Regions from separate parts of the Mus musculus genome. Here region 1 is linked to region 2. Evidence: chromatin contacts called from public HiChIP or PLAC-seq data. All regions are on one chromosome and are shown on one strand. Each heading gives the region's core, a stretch centred on a gene start, on an enhancer-like site or on the middle of the called end of the contact. The rest is flanking DNA. Distances are from core to core; before and after follow the strand shown. Region 1 holds the start of Cdh13 (cadherin 13). Region 2 has its middle 84 kb from the start of Gm39262.

What was found. HiChIP or PLAC-seq counts read pairs in DNA pulled down with a chosen protein or histone mark.
Region 1: an H3K4me3 HiChIP or PLAC-seq map of neural progenitor cells shows a contact between it and region 2, with 5 times the contacts expected there. The contact joins the promoter of Cdh13 here to the enhancer-like site in region 2. A contact is called at or near these places in 1 of 39 promoter capture datasets (hippocampal neurons), 1 of 484 Hi-C or Micro-C datasets (myocytes), 2 of 115 datasets of contacts at active chromatin or transcription factors (neural progenitor cells and stem cell-derived neural progenitor cells) and 1 of 9 other capture datasets (embryonic stem cells).

Annotation. Positions count from the first base shown.
Region 1 is chr8:118,281,846-118,288,715 of GRCm38.p6, reverse strand. It overlaps Cdh13 (cadherin 13), which reads right to left and starts at 5,105. Exons shown (of 14, transcript NM_019707.5): 1 at 4,818-5,105. The coding sequence starts at 4,862. All of the region lies in intron 2 of Gm51555 (a long non-coding RNA gene), which reads left to right.
Region 2 is chr8:118,028,681-118,036,170 of GRCm38.p6, reverse strand. No RefSeq gene overlaps it. Among named protein-coding and RNA genes, the nearest start is that of Gm39262, 84 kb to the right of the region's middle. Within about 2 kb of position 2,015, at least 19 of the 459 cell types and tissues checked have an H3K27ac peak or open chromatin away from gene starts, as enhancers often do. A contact at or near this core is called in neural progenitor cells and stem cell-derived neural progenitor cells, where this site is marked.

The sequences.
Region 1 (6,870 bases), core at 3,856-6,355, 250 kb before region 2:
CTTAGAAAGAGAGCTTAAATAAATAGCAAGGGCCGCCGAGTTTTCAAGAAATGCAGGGAACCTGAAGCATCTTTCAAAGATATTGATGTCATGAATTTAAAAAAAAAAATGGGCACCAGTTGTCCTCTCCCCCCCACCCCCACCCATTGGTTCAAGCAGACCAGGGGCTGCCAGTCTGCAAGCCCTGTCCAGAAGCCAGAGCAGAAGCGTTGGGACACATCCCAGCAAGCAGATGGCAGGAGCTCCAGTCTGCTAATCACCCAATCCACCTCCCCCTCTGGGCTCTGCCTAGGTGGGGAGATGTCTCAGATGCCAGTCTTAACCCAAGAGAGAAGGAGGACTCTCACTTTTAACCCGAGGATACAGCCACCATCCCACATCTGTGGTGGCAGAGGAGACGAGCCCTGGAGAATTGTGTTGGCAGCATCCCTCAGGAGGCCAGATTCTCCAAGGCGTCTGGACACCTTGCTGACAGCTAAATGGAAGGAGGGCCCAAGCCTCTGGCTACTTGACTTGATTCTACCAGACTGGTCATTGTGATTGGATGACAGACGAATATTTCCCTCTCCTTTTCAGGAGGTGCTGGGGCACAAGCTGAGACTGGGGGATTCACTCTTCTGGATGGTGTGTCTTGGGGGGAAAAATTATCTTCTTTCCCAGACGGAATGGTTTCTGCTTCTGCTGCCTGAAGAACAAAGCCAGATCCAACCAAAATCAAAAGGCCAGGACATGTCCAAACTTCATTATAGTCCAGACTGCGTTGTCTGCAAAGCCCTTTGAAAATCACTCCTGCCTTCGCCTTTCTAGGGAAGGAAGGATGGAGGAGTGAAGATAGAACAGGGACCACAGCAACGAGAAGAAGGGAAGAGAGAAGGATGAACAGCTCAATGGGGAATGACAGAACCTCCCATCCAGGACAGCCTGTAGCAGAAAATCTCGAAGAAAGAGACTTTCCTTCTGAAGGACCCGCTTTGCTTCACAGGAATTCTCCAGACCGAGAACTGCAGGCTCGGGATTTTGTAAGGCTGTGGATGGAGCCCCCTTCTGGAGAAAAATTTCACCAGGTACAAAACAAGATCAAACCACACAAAGATGGGCATGTGTGCGCACACACGCAACCGCTGACCGATTTTTGGCTGTTAGGATAATGTGCCTGTCAGCCAGGGAGGGATGGAAAGGGCAGCTTTGGCTTCCACAAAACAGGAGTTACCTGGGCTCCTAGGGTAGCTGTACTTCTAGACAGCAAGGAAAGATAAGGTTTTGAAGACATGAGCGCTCCCTTCATCCAGAGAGTTAACTTCAGGTGACCAAGTGATTGTCATAGCTGATTGTCATAGCCAAGTCCTAGTTCCTGAAGATAGTACCATGGCTGGGTATAATTTTCTTGGAGGGTGGGGGAGGATGGGTGATTTTACTTTAACACACAGAGGATCTTCTCTTCTAGAAGAGAGGAGGTAGAAGAGGAAGATCTGCTAAGAAGACCTTTGAGGCTTCCAGTAACATGCTGGAGTTACATAAATCCAGGTCACTTACTCAGCCTGGCGGTGTATTAAAACTATTTTGGGGTTTGCTAAAAATATTTATAAGAGTGTTTAGACATGTGAACTTTTACCACTTTAAATCCTTGGTCCCCTAGAACTTTTGAACAGTGCAGGCTGCCTTAAGCAGGAGCCACAGGCTGGAGGTGCCCTCTCAGGCTCTGAGTCCCTGCCCTCATCGGAAAGGCTTTGCACATGAACCAGGCTCTTAAAATAGAATGGGCAGAGTGGCGGCCACATGAGAAGTTGTGGAGACTCACTTAAAGTCCTGAAATGCCAGACTCTCACTCTCTCTCGGGGAGAACTTTCCCACTTCAAGCCAGAGCCACAGAATCCCAGGGAATACTTCTCGGGAACACATGGAGGGACAGTCTCAAGACCTGAGCCACTCCCTAGAAGTTAATTCTTGGGGGATTGCTCATGCATTGTGCGAAGCTGGGCTGGGTGGAAGTGCTGCCTCCCAGGAGTGGGCAATCCCTACCACAGTGGAATTTCTAACTCACACTTCTGCTCCTTTGGGTCAGTGGCCAAATTCCAGCTGCTGCTTCCGGGACAGGTTTTCCCAGAACACCCGGGGTGGGGGTGAGAAAAAAGGTCTTCTAGTCCTTATTGTTTAGAACCGCGCCCCCCCCCCCCAGCCCACCTCACCCCCAATGCATGCAAATGTGGAAGGTGGCAAGTCTGCCAATGAGCAGCCAGAGACTGATAGCTTCCAAGCTGGGCCCAGTGCCTGCTTTATGTTTGACTGCATGGAAAAACACACACAGGCTTGCCCTAGCTCTGCAGGGCAGTGAGTAATTCACTTTTTCACATTGTTTTTGTCATTCCTCTGTTTCCTTTCTGCCTCAGGAAAGTTTGGGTTGGGCTTGTTGACTCAAAGGCACTGAGACACCCCACCACCACCACCACACACACACATATGTTCATTTTTCTTGGAGGCACAAAGACCCAAGCCTCCAACCCCCTGCGTTTAAGCCTGTTGTTGGTGAACTCCGCTGCACCTTGCATGGGGTGGAGACTATTTCCCCTCCAGGTGCTTCAGCCCAGAGAACAGCAGTCACTATCTTCATGCAGATGAGCGCTCTGATTATGCAAGACAATCAAAGTGAGAGCTAAAACCCCCCAGGGCTGGCCATTTATTTACAGTTCAGAAGCAACTGAGTGGGCTTTTAAAGCCACCTTTGCCAGCCGGCCCTGCGGGAGAAGAAGACACCCCTGTTGCTCTGCAGAGGTGCCCCATAGGAAGCCCCTAGGCCCCTGGCAGGCTCCCCGGAGCTCCCCCACCTCCACCCCCAGTCTGCTGTGCCCATAGATAAGCATCAGTTTGCATGAGCCCTGGAACCTAATACATACTAAGACAGGAGAACTAGAAAAGTCCCGGGTAAGGCAGGAGTCCATGCCCCAGATGCCAACCGCTCCCAGAGAGGCGGGACTTGTGAAATCCACTGCCTAGGGCTGCCTGTTGCACGCTGCCTTGTTCACCCAGCAGGTCCAGGGTTGATGATGGTAATAGATTCTTCTACTGTGGAGAGCCTGAAAGCTCAGCTTTGCCCATGGTGGGTCTACTAGCATTAGAGGACAGGAAGGATCTGTCTGGATCTTTCTACCCAGGTGTGCTCTGCCCCACCTTGCGAAATTAGGAGGCACACAACCTTCTCTGCCTTAGGGATAGTTAGAGCCCTGGAGAGGTGGGGAGCTGCTTCCAAAGCAACGATGGGATCCATAGCAGGGCCCTAGAGAATCAGCTAGAAAACCTCTAATAGAAAAGAGCAACAACTGTGTGTGCCCCAGGACTGTGTGTCCACTGACAGAGATGTCAGAACTCAGGACAGGAGAGCCTGCCCAGCAGAAAGCATCTTACTACTCTGTCACCCAGGGTCCTGGCAGGGTCACACACTCACACACACACCCTTGGGTCATTTCTATGGTCATTGCATTTCTGGGGTGCCAGCTCCTCTCCAGCAGCCATCTCCCCTTAGAAGGCTTCCTACCGAACCCTGACTTCATCTCCAGTTTCCCACTTCATGTACAACCCCGTGCCTCTTCCACTGGAACCCAAGAATCCTGCCCAGAAAACTCAACACCCATGCCTCAGGCATTCCCGCACCCCCCCCCCCCATTCTCTCTGCATGGCCCTGCACTTCTGCAACTACCCACTTGTAGACTGCCAGTTCTAGTTCCCAGAGGCTGCCTAAAAGGACAAGGAGGGACCGAGCCAGTATGCCAGCATGCTTCCTGGAGCTTCAGTCCTTAGAGGAGGACTGGGCGTGCCTCCTCAGCCTCCAGTGCCTCTGGCCTGTCCCCTAAGTGTTGCTTTCCTACACCCAAACTTCCAGGGATCTCCGAGCTTCAGCCGGGCTGAGGAGAGCCCCAACATGCCTCTCCTGCTCTCCCAACCTTGCCCTGGCACCGCAAGGATCTGGAGGGTTATCTGCCAGGCAGCTGCAGCCTGGTGAGGAGGCTTGAACTTTTCCTTGTGCTCAGCGCCACCCGCCCGCCCGGGGAAGACAACAGAGGCTGCAGCCTGGGCTCGGGCAGGAGCTCCAGCTGTCTGGACAATGGGGGCCCAAGGGGCTGGGGGTAGTGGGCCTGCGCTATGCAGAGGAGACCGGGGATCGTGCTCAGGCCCCTTTCAGCCCGGAGCTGGAGAGCCGGAAGACCCCAAAGCCGGAGCGGCGGGCGCCTTGCTTTGAAAGACAGCAGCAGCCGGGCTGCGGAGATCCGCTGGCGGGAGGCGCCTTGCAGCTCGCCAGCCGAGCTGGGCGAAGAGAGGACGAGCGCCCCGGGAAGTCAGTGATGCCAGCTCCGGCCTCTCCCAGCCCGGCTGCCGGCTGAACCGAATGGCTCTTCCCGCCCCCCCTCCTCCCGGCTAAGGCACTGGGCTACGGGGCAAGCACAATCCCTAGGAGTCGCCTCGAAAGGAGTGTGTATCCGATGCACGAACCTCGGGAGGAGGCGAACCAAAGTTACCCTACTTGATGTCAGCCAGGATGTCGCTTTGCTTGCAAAAAGGCTCTGTCTTCCCTAGAATGAGCTTACACGCGCACACACACACACACACACACACACACACACACACACACACTAGCCGGCAAGAGGAGCCAGGCTCCTCTAGGATCGGAGCTGAGGGTGACCTCGCATCTGAGCTAGCCGGGTATATCTGCACGGCGGCTAGCAGAAGCCCCGCGTCCCTCCGATTGCTTCTGGCCATCACCAAGCAGGGCGATCTGAATGCAGAAAGCTGGTGGGAGCGCGCTGACTGCGGCTCACATTCCCTACCTGGGACAGCAGGACGCACAGGGTGAGCGGAGTTCTCGGCTGCATCTTGCCCGACTAGAAGAAGCGCCTGGCGGCGTTTGCATTCACACACGCGGCTGCACTGAGCATATTTTCCGTGGGAGCCAGCCTTTGAGGAGAGGCTCTGCCTCGCCAGCCAGCCAACTTCCCAAATAGATCAGCGGCAGCATCGCGAAAGCATTGGGTAGCGGCTGATGACCAGGACCAATGGCTTTACAAGACGGATTCCTTCATAACGCTCCCTCGTTTTGCATGGCAGATAGGGGCGAGCACCTCGCAGGGAGAGCCCCCTCCGAGCAAGGAGGCGGCACGTTGGCTTTTTTTTTTTTTTTTTTTTTGACTCCTGGTGCCCAGCCTCACAAATCAGGCTGGGCAATGCCAACTGATTCCACTTTCCCTAGGAACTGGAATTGCACCCGGGACCGGCAGCCACTTCTAACACATTGCGAAAAAAGATTCTCTTTATTAAAATGTTAATAAGATCCACTTTATTCCCAATAAATCACATAAAATGACCCCCGCAGCCGCAGCCCTCTATGCCCTAAGAGTCTTGCTGGTAGATTTCTTTGGCTTTGTTTTTCGTTCGCCCTCTCCCCCTCACCCCCCCCCCGCCCCCATCGGCCCCCAAAGTGGCTCAGCCACCGGTGGTGTTTGGTGTTTTTCTGCCATCACCACAAATCACAGAGTGGACAGATCAATTCTAGCTTGCAGGAAAAATCCATCAAGGAGCAATAGATTTTATTAACTGCTCAGGTGAGGGTGGGACTGGCCGACACTCCACAAGCGTGAACCAAAGCCAGAGTGAGTCATGGCTTGAGAAAATTCTGTTTTTCCCCCTTTGGATGTGACCTTTCAGAGTCCCTGAGCTATTCCCAAGGGCTCGAAACAGTGCTAGCCATGGCTCAAGGAGTCCTAGAGTTGGGGAGTGTTGGAGATTAGAGAAACAGGGACACATAAGGCGGTTCTTCCCTCGAAGAGATCTAAAGCTAAGGCAGGAAAGTCCTTATTTTCGTGCAGCTTTCTTCCTGAGAGGACTTATGGGTTTTACAATAAAAGGCATTTATCCATCTGAGATAGAAAACTTGGACCGCAAAAAAAGTTTATAAAACTAAAACGCTAACTTCCAACTACAACCGAGTTGCTGTGATTTGGACAAATGAGCTTCCTAGTAGCCAAAGCAATATGAAAAAGAAAATGAATGCCATTTTTGTTGTAGAAAATGTGTATAAGTAGCCGGGCAGTGGTGGCGCATGCCTTTAATCCCAGCACTTGGGAGGCAGAGGCAGGCAGATTTTTGAGTTCCAGGCCAGCCTGGTCTACAGAGTGAGTTCCAGGACCGCCATGACTACACAGAGAAACCCTGACTCAAAAAAACCAAACCAAACCAAACCAAACAAAACAAAAACAAAAACAAAAAAACAAAAAAAAAAAATATATAAATGAAAAAAAAGAAAGAAAGTAAAGAAAATGTGTATAAGTTACATTCAATACTGGTATCAATATATCACGTGGCATCTGTCACAGCGAGACACTGAGCAATAGGCCAGTGGGTTTGGGAAATATTTCAACTGCCAGCACAGGGCCTGGGATGATGAGACAGTGATTGGTATGTATCAAAGAGCAGATAGCTAAGTCAATCAAGAACTAGCAGACGGTAAGGAGGACCCTAGAGTCTGGAACTGAACTAGCCTGCTGACACCCCAGCTCTTTATTCAGAGCAAGTTGCCCAGACTTTGAGTCTCCATTTGTCTCCTGGCTAAAACTCCTAAGGTCACACTGCGGATTCAGCGGCACCTCGTTGAATGAGCACCTCACCCACTCAAACTGACATGCTTTCTAAAATTCCTCCCTTGTCTGCGCCTTGGCCATAAGGTCACTGCATGTGATTCTCCCCCACCCCCACCCCCCAAGGGCCTTCGTGACAATGCTTTCATGTCTGGTGCTTGGTTGTTTTAGCCAACTACACACATTACAGATAGCAATGCCATCCGGAGAGCCCACAGACGATATTGAGGAAACCACTGCCTCATCCGTT
Region 2 (7,490 bases), core at 766-3,265:
CCTTCGGGTTTGTCTTGTGGCTCACTGTCCTTCCCCGACACTGCCTCCCTGGCTCTCTGGTTTTCTATCCCTACAGTTTGCTCTTATTCAAGGGTGGCTCTCACTCCAGGCTCCCATTCAGTCTTTCCACAACTGGGAACCACTCTCCCCCAGGTAGATATTCAGCTGGGTGCTTTGACTTAGGAGTCACCTTCACAGCGAGACCTTCGCCCATCATCATGGTGAACACCCGTAGCCCTTCCTCTTTCAGGCTTCCCATTTCTCAGTCCTGTTTCTGTAGCTCATGCTCTCTCTCACACCATATAGTCTATAATGTACTTTCTCAAGTGTTTTATCTCCATATACCCGGAGAGAAGGGACCCTCCCAAAAGACAGAAACAGCTCTCAAATGGGGTCACAGGCTATTCCCCAGCACATAGCAGCATAACTCTATAAACCCACAACCGTCATTATACCTGACCCCTCAGAATGGGATACAACGTAGGATACTACCCTGGGTCTGTGGGGTTAGCAGGGTAGCAACTGGAAGGAGACTGGGGTACATGGCTCTCTGCAAATGCTTCCTCCACCTTGCCTCCTTTGCTTTCAATGTTTGCCTGTGAGCTTTCATATCAGAGTGTATCTAAAGGAAGATATCCACTGATTTAGATTAAAAAACAAAACAAAACAAAACACAACCACTGTAGAAAGATAACAGGGTCAGATGTGGAGTGGAGCTCAGCTTTGCTACTTCGATGGCAAGATATTAGCCAAAGCCACGTCCAGACTCTGAGCTGAAGCCCTTGCACAACAGCTACATAGGACACACAATATCTACACTGGCCAAAGATGCCTCTCTCTGACCAAAGCAGAGGGTTGTTGAAAGATGGGTCCTTCTGAGGTATGTGGGTGCCTTTGTGGATCTCCTTGGAGACATGGGGTATAGGAGGTCAGCTAAGTGAGAAGTCAGAAGCCGAGAGAGAAAGAGGGAGGGAGGGAGGGAGGGAGGGACGGAGGGAGGGAGGGAGGGAGGGAGAAGAGGAGAGGAGAGGAGAGGAGAGGAGAGGAGAGGAGAGGAGAGGAGAGGAGAGGAGAGGAGAGGAGAGGAGAGGAGAGGAGAGGAGAGGGAAGAGAAGAGAAGAGAAGAGAAGAGAAGAGAAGAGAAGAGAAGAGAAGAGAAGAGAAGAGAAGAGAAGAGAAGAGAAGAGAAGAGAAGAGAAGAGAAGAGAAAAGAAAGTCTCATAAGCAGGGTAGGGGGTGCTCTAGAAGTCAATGACACTGTCATCCTCAATTGCTCTTTGATTTATTGTTTGAGACAGGGTTTCTCACTGAAACCCAGGGCTCACCAGCTCAACTAGACCAGTAGTAATCCAGCAAGCTCTAGGAGATTCTCCTGCCTCCACACCCCTCCCCCAGTGCTGGGGTGACAGATGTGGCTGCCGCACCCAGATTTTCTATAGTTGCTGGAGATTCAAATTCAGGTCCTAAAGCTTACATAGCAAGTACTTTGCCCATGGCCATCTCCCCAGCCTGTGAACCCAAATCCAACCATTTCACAGCCACCCTTAGAGTATAGAGGCAGAGTGCCCACAGAGGAAAACCAAAACAAAATGCCCAGCCCTTTCTTCTGTTACTTCCATGCCAAGGATTAAACAGCGCACTCCAAAGCCACAGACAAGTCATAACACGCCCATATTTTATCTGGGTCACATCATATGCAGCATAATTAATGTTTAAAAAGCATTTCTGCAGTAAAATGTCTGTGATAGCCAGCGTGTGTCATGAGGATGCTGTGGCTGTGCCTAATTTGATTGCAGAAGAGATTTCTAGTTAGTGGAGTGTTGCTGCCAATGGCCCCTTACTGGACTCAGCTAAACACAGCCAAGTGATTGCATTTCCAATCAGAGGCAGAGCCCTGGACGACAAGTCCCCCGTGAGTGCGTTTCCTGGCCGCAAAAGCCCTTTGTTCGCTGTCTGATTCTGCAAGTGCACTTTCTCAGACATCTCCGGATCACTGGGCTGTTTACCAGCATCTCCAAGGAGGCTCCTTGTGTGAACGATATAAAAGAATCCTCGGCTGAGATCGCCTGATGGCGGACCTCTGTCGAGCCGTTCCCTCAATTTGGTGAGCTGATGAAAAGCATAAATTATCTCAAAGCACTAAAGTTTGACGATTTCTTCTCTAAATGAATGTTTTAGTCCCCACATAACAATAGAAGCAAAATGAGGCGAACTGAACGATGAATGGACATAACCGATTTCTGGCTGGCCCAACATATCTCTGTCAGCCGTTCCTTTGAATTCGCTCCTCCACTGCATCTCTGCTTCCTCCCTGGGAATTTCACCCTGGCACAGGAAAGAGCATCCTCCACTCATCCATGGGTCAGCAGGAGTGTGGCTGAGTCTGATAGACAGGAGACTCATTTCTGGACCTCAGAGACATGATCCACCAGATCTTAAAGAAACGTCCTGCTGACCCTGGCTTGACCATGGACAAACAGACCAGTTCTGACATCTAGTCTTATAGCTTTTACTGGAGCATCCCTGTGTGTCACTTGCAACCAATTTAACAAATGATCAGACTACAAATCTACTGCTAAAAGTGAATATGGAAAACAGTCTATTAGTCCCCCTCCTCATCCTCCTCAGACATGTAAGTTGGGTGAAGTTAATGGTTTGTCCACTAAGATGTTACATTACAATACATAGCTGCATTGCAGCTTACTGAAGAATCATGCTTTCTGCTCGAAAATGTGAGTTGTCAATCAGTGCAGCTATCCAACCACTGTTCTTCCCTTCCCTCTATGTCTAGGAAGCTGGTTCCTTCTGATAATGGGAATGGCACCTACATCTCTGTTGCATTAAACAGTAAGCTCTTTGGGCTTGCTTATTAGCTTTCGCTGGAGCATCTCTGTGTGTTCCCTTACCCAACTAAGGTCACAGATCCCCTGCAAGAGGCATCCAAATACAGGTTCAATGCTTGGAGCCACGAGCTGCCACTGAGTCACCATCCATCCTCTCTGTTGTCATTCATGTCTGCATATCTGACTGCCCCACAAAGCAAACAGTCCGCTGTTTTGGGGGGCTATGGAGATCTCCTGCACCACAGCATGCCAGGGGCTTAGCCCTGGATTAACCACAAAAGGCACAGGGTAGTTCTCTCATACAAGCATTACTAAATTAATGAGTCAAATCTTTTTGGAAGGTTCAGATTTTAAAACCTAGTTGTGGCCGGGTATTTATAGACTGCCCCCCAATATCTCTGTATCCTCCTAATATTTCCCAACTCCCCTGCTCTGTGAGACATTAGCGTATAAAATATGTGTCTTTTCACAGCGTTTAAAAAAAGGAGTGCATCGTCTCTGCTCTCTCTCTGTCATAGTGCAGTTGATATATCTGAGGCTGCTGTTAATATACAGTTGAGCCCAAAATAAAATCACCTGTACCCTGAAGCAGAGAAATGAGATGCCGTAAAAACCATGTCCTGGATTGTAGAGGTTACCTGACAGCACTGTGTACCCTAAACCTGCTGAACTGAAATGGCTTATTTGTTACGGCAGCACAACATAGACTAACCTGATCAATCCCAGGAGCAACAGCTAACGCCTCGTCTAAATAATTCACATGGGGTTTCCCCCCTTCAGAATCACACTGTGCACAGGAAGCCAAGCTCGGACCTCTTAAAAGTTTAAAACTCAGAAATAAGACTTTATTTTTAAATCTCTATAGTCTGGTGTCTTTCCCCCCCCCCCCCACCCCCAACCTGACATCCGAAACGGCTAAAGGGAGAGTTATCTCATAAGTCACCCACACCCACATCTCTGAGGCTACTGACTAGCCAGTTACTGTGAACACGGGAGTGTTTTCTATGTGTGTGGATGCCTTGTGACCCAGGCATCCAGTCTACTTACAGATAGAAAGAGCCGTGTGCTGGGAGGAGCATCTCTCTGTGGATGAAGCCAGCTTGTGTTCTGAGTTGACAGGTTTGAGTCCCCACCCCCACCCCCCTCACCCCCGTGAGTGGGCGGACAGTCAGAGACAATTTGCTAAAGTTTCCTCAGGTGTGATTACAGCACAATTACACTGATAATCAACTCAGTGTGCGGCCAAAATGTTTTCTAACAAGAAAGTATTCCAACACAGGGAAACCTGAGTCTTTAGGGAGAAGGCAATTCACAAGGTAGTGTCTCAGTTGCGTGCTGCAAAGGGAAAGTGCATTCTCTGAAATTTGGTGCTTGAAACAGGGTGAGTCAGGGCTTTAGTGTTTGACCCAGAAGAAGGGGATGTGGAAAAGGTCCCCACCTTGTGTCATGGCAGGGTGCCTTGGAAACACACAAGCTTTTATGTACGTTTCTTTCCCTTCCCTCACACTCTGCAGTGCTAGCCTAACCCCTGAGGGAAAGCATCAACATTTAAGGAGAACCTGCTCTTTTTTTATTCATGCTCATTCAAGCCACCAGCCCCTTGCAGCAGCCCTTCCCCGAGCTCGCCATTCAACATTTAGAGGGTATTGGGCAAGTCACTGAATTGCTCTGATCTGTTGACCAGCCACCTAGAAATTTCCCAAGCCACCTGCTACCCCTGCCAGACTCGGCGGATGGTCAAGATTTTGGAGATGCCTTTGGTTTCCTGGGAAACAGGTTCTGAGATAGAGCCTTTCATGTGGATAGCTTACTTGCCTCATCCCAGGGAAGGACAAAGAAGAAGCTGTTTAAGCACAGGAGTATCTGAACTGCAGGGCTGTTGCAGAACAACCTTAGCAATCATGCGGGGGCTCTGGAGCCGATGACCCTTCAAAGTGTCTCATTTTGAAGCAATAGGAGATAGGTCCCAGACACCACTATTGACAACTACCCCATCACTGGCTGGTCTTAGGGTGCATAAGTTTAGGGAAGACAATTCCCCACAGCCAGAGCAGTACCAGGGAAACACTCAGTCACAGGCCATTAGCAAGCAACAAACCCAGCAAGTACCATATAGACACCTAAATCCTAAAACAGCAAATGCCTGACACTGCACACTGCTTGCACATTCTTCAGGAGAGAAGAGCCTATGTTGTGTATAGCTTTCAATAGCTCCAGGATTGGGCTGTGCTACCAGCCTCCTCCTAGCTTCCCTTAAATCCATAGATAAACACACACACACACACACACACACACACACAATTGTTCATTTTCAACTTGTGTTCTTGGCACAATTTCTGGGCACTACTATCTCCCACCTGGAAAATGTGCCCTTATCTTGGCTCTTAGCTCTGTACCTCCCACCTGACCTAACCTTAGTTGGTCAGTTGAATCTAGTCCCTGCTAAACATCTCTGACCACTCACCTATGGGAGTGGCCACAGCCCACCACTCCTCCTGAAACCTCACATGGCTACCTAGTTCTTCTCTCTCTAAAGCATGGCAAACTCTCTCTTCCTCCCTTGCATCTGTATCCTTTTCCTTTAGGGACCAGGAAATCCTGCCTATACCTTCCACCTAGCAATTGGCCCATGGCTTTCTTTACTGCCAGATCAAGAACCAACTGGGGAACAAGACCTTAGCATGAGCACCACCCCTACAATCCTGTACACTGTACAGCTCATGGTCTAGAAGAGAGAAGGGGACGAAGAGTAGATGAAGATATCTAGACAGGTGCAGTTCAGTCTCCTGTGGTGGTATAGTTCCAGAATAGGGCTTCTATGACACCTGCTGAGCGTTGCTGTCTACTTGTCTGTGATGGTTTGTATATGCTTGGCCCAGGGAATGGCACTATTAAAAGGTGTGGCTCTGTTGGAGTAGGTGTGTCACTGTGGGTGCAGGCTTTAAGACCCTCATCCTAGCTGCCTGGAAGTCAGTCTTCCACTAGCAGCCCTCAGATGAAGATGTAGAACTCTCAGCTCTGCCTGCATCATGCCTGCCTGGATGCTGCCATACTCCTGCCTTGACAATGATGAATTGAACCTCTAAACCTGTAAGCCAGCCCAGTTAAATGTTGTCCTATATAAGACTTGCCTTGGTCATGGTGTCTGTTCACAGCAGTAAAACCTTAACTAAGATATTGTCCCATCATAACTTCAGCACTGCTGATTGTGCCCAGGTCTCTGGGGTAATATGTATCCTTGGGTTCTCAGGGATACAGACCCAGAATCACCACCTGCATCCTTGTCTCAGTACTCAGAGTAAGGAGGGGAGAATCTAGGGGACACAGAGTTGTCACCAAACGCCTCTCTTTCAGGAGAACAATGCTGTAGGCACTTACTGGTGTATCATCCCCAAGGCAGGTGCTATGTCTGTCGGACTGTCCATCCACAGTCTGTCCACACACACACAGCTTTTGCTTACCATTGACAAAGAGATATCTGCATGCAAGACATGAAAGAGGAAAAAGAGGGAGAAAAATACACAGAGCAGCAATTTTCCATATGTAAATATTCTGTGATCTATATATGGTTTTAGAATATATTTCATGGTAAAAATCACATTTATCGACATGGCACGGCATGGTAGTAAACAAAGGGTGTTTGCACAGCACATACAGGAGCCTGGACGCTGACCTGTGCTACTGAGATCTGAAAGGTGAGTGGGATTTGGCAAGCTTTGTGGAAGAGAAAATATTTCAGGCAAGATCCAGTGCAGTGTGTATGCAGCTCAAGGGATGAGAGAACCTTGGGCACGTGGAAGGAAGACAGCTCATGTGTGTCAAGCCAGGAGAGGGGAAGAGAAAGGGGTGTTGTGGCAGTCCTGGCTTCTACCCTTTTTTCTTTGTTCTCAAGCCTCTTCCTTGAGTCTGTGAACCACTGTCCTAATCTGTCTTGCACAATAAATTGTCTTAATACCTGGTACTTGCAAGCAAATGGACAAAAGCATCGAGTGGTACTTAATATACCAGTTGCCTTGAGTCACACTCACTGCATGAGAGCATCCTCTGCAGGCCCCACTCTTCTCCCCCAGCTCCCGCACTGGTCAGGTGTGTGCTGCCACAGCAGCTCTGAAGTCAGTACAGCATTCACGAAGGGAGGGAGAGAGTCAATGAGGGACCAGGAGAGGAAACACAAGAGGACAAAGAGAACAACAGACAAGAATGACACAGGTTGTGAAGATTAACTGTTACTTCTAAACAAGTTCCAAAATGGCGCCGGGCTTCTTGCTCCGAGCATGAATCCAGAGCACAGCTTTTTCTCTGACTCTCCCTAGCAAACAGCCTAAACTCCTCACAACAACAGCAACCACTCATCCCCTCTCCAGTAAGCATCAGGTAGACACACTTCACGTATCTTTAGTGTCTTGTGGAGAAGGACCGGGAGTCCCCCGGAACGTGGGACAGTGACGGTCTTTGCACAGCCAGTGGGTGGATGAAAGCAGAACACAAACCCAGGTTCCTCGACGCTCAGCTTTTCCTATGGAATCTCCCAAGGAGAACTTTCCTAGGTTACAAGTGCATTGTTTATGCCACCCCCTTTGCCATCACTGAAGAGCAGCTTTCTAAAGCCTGTTGGGTTGATTATAAACACAGATGAGCAAAGTAAAT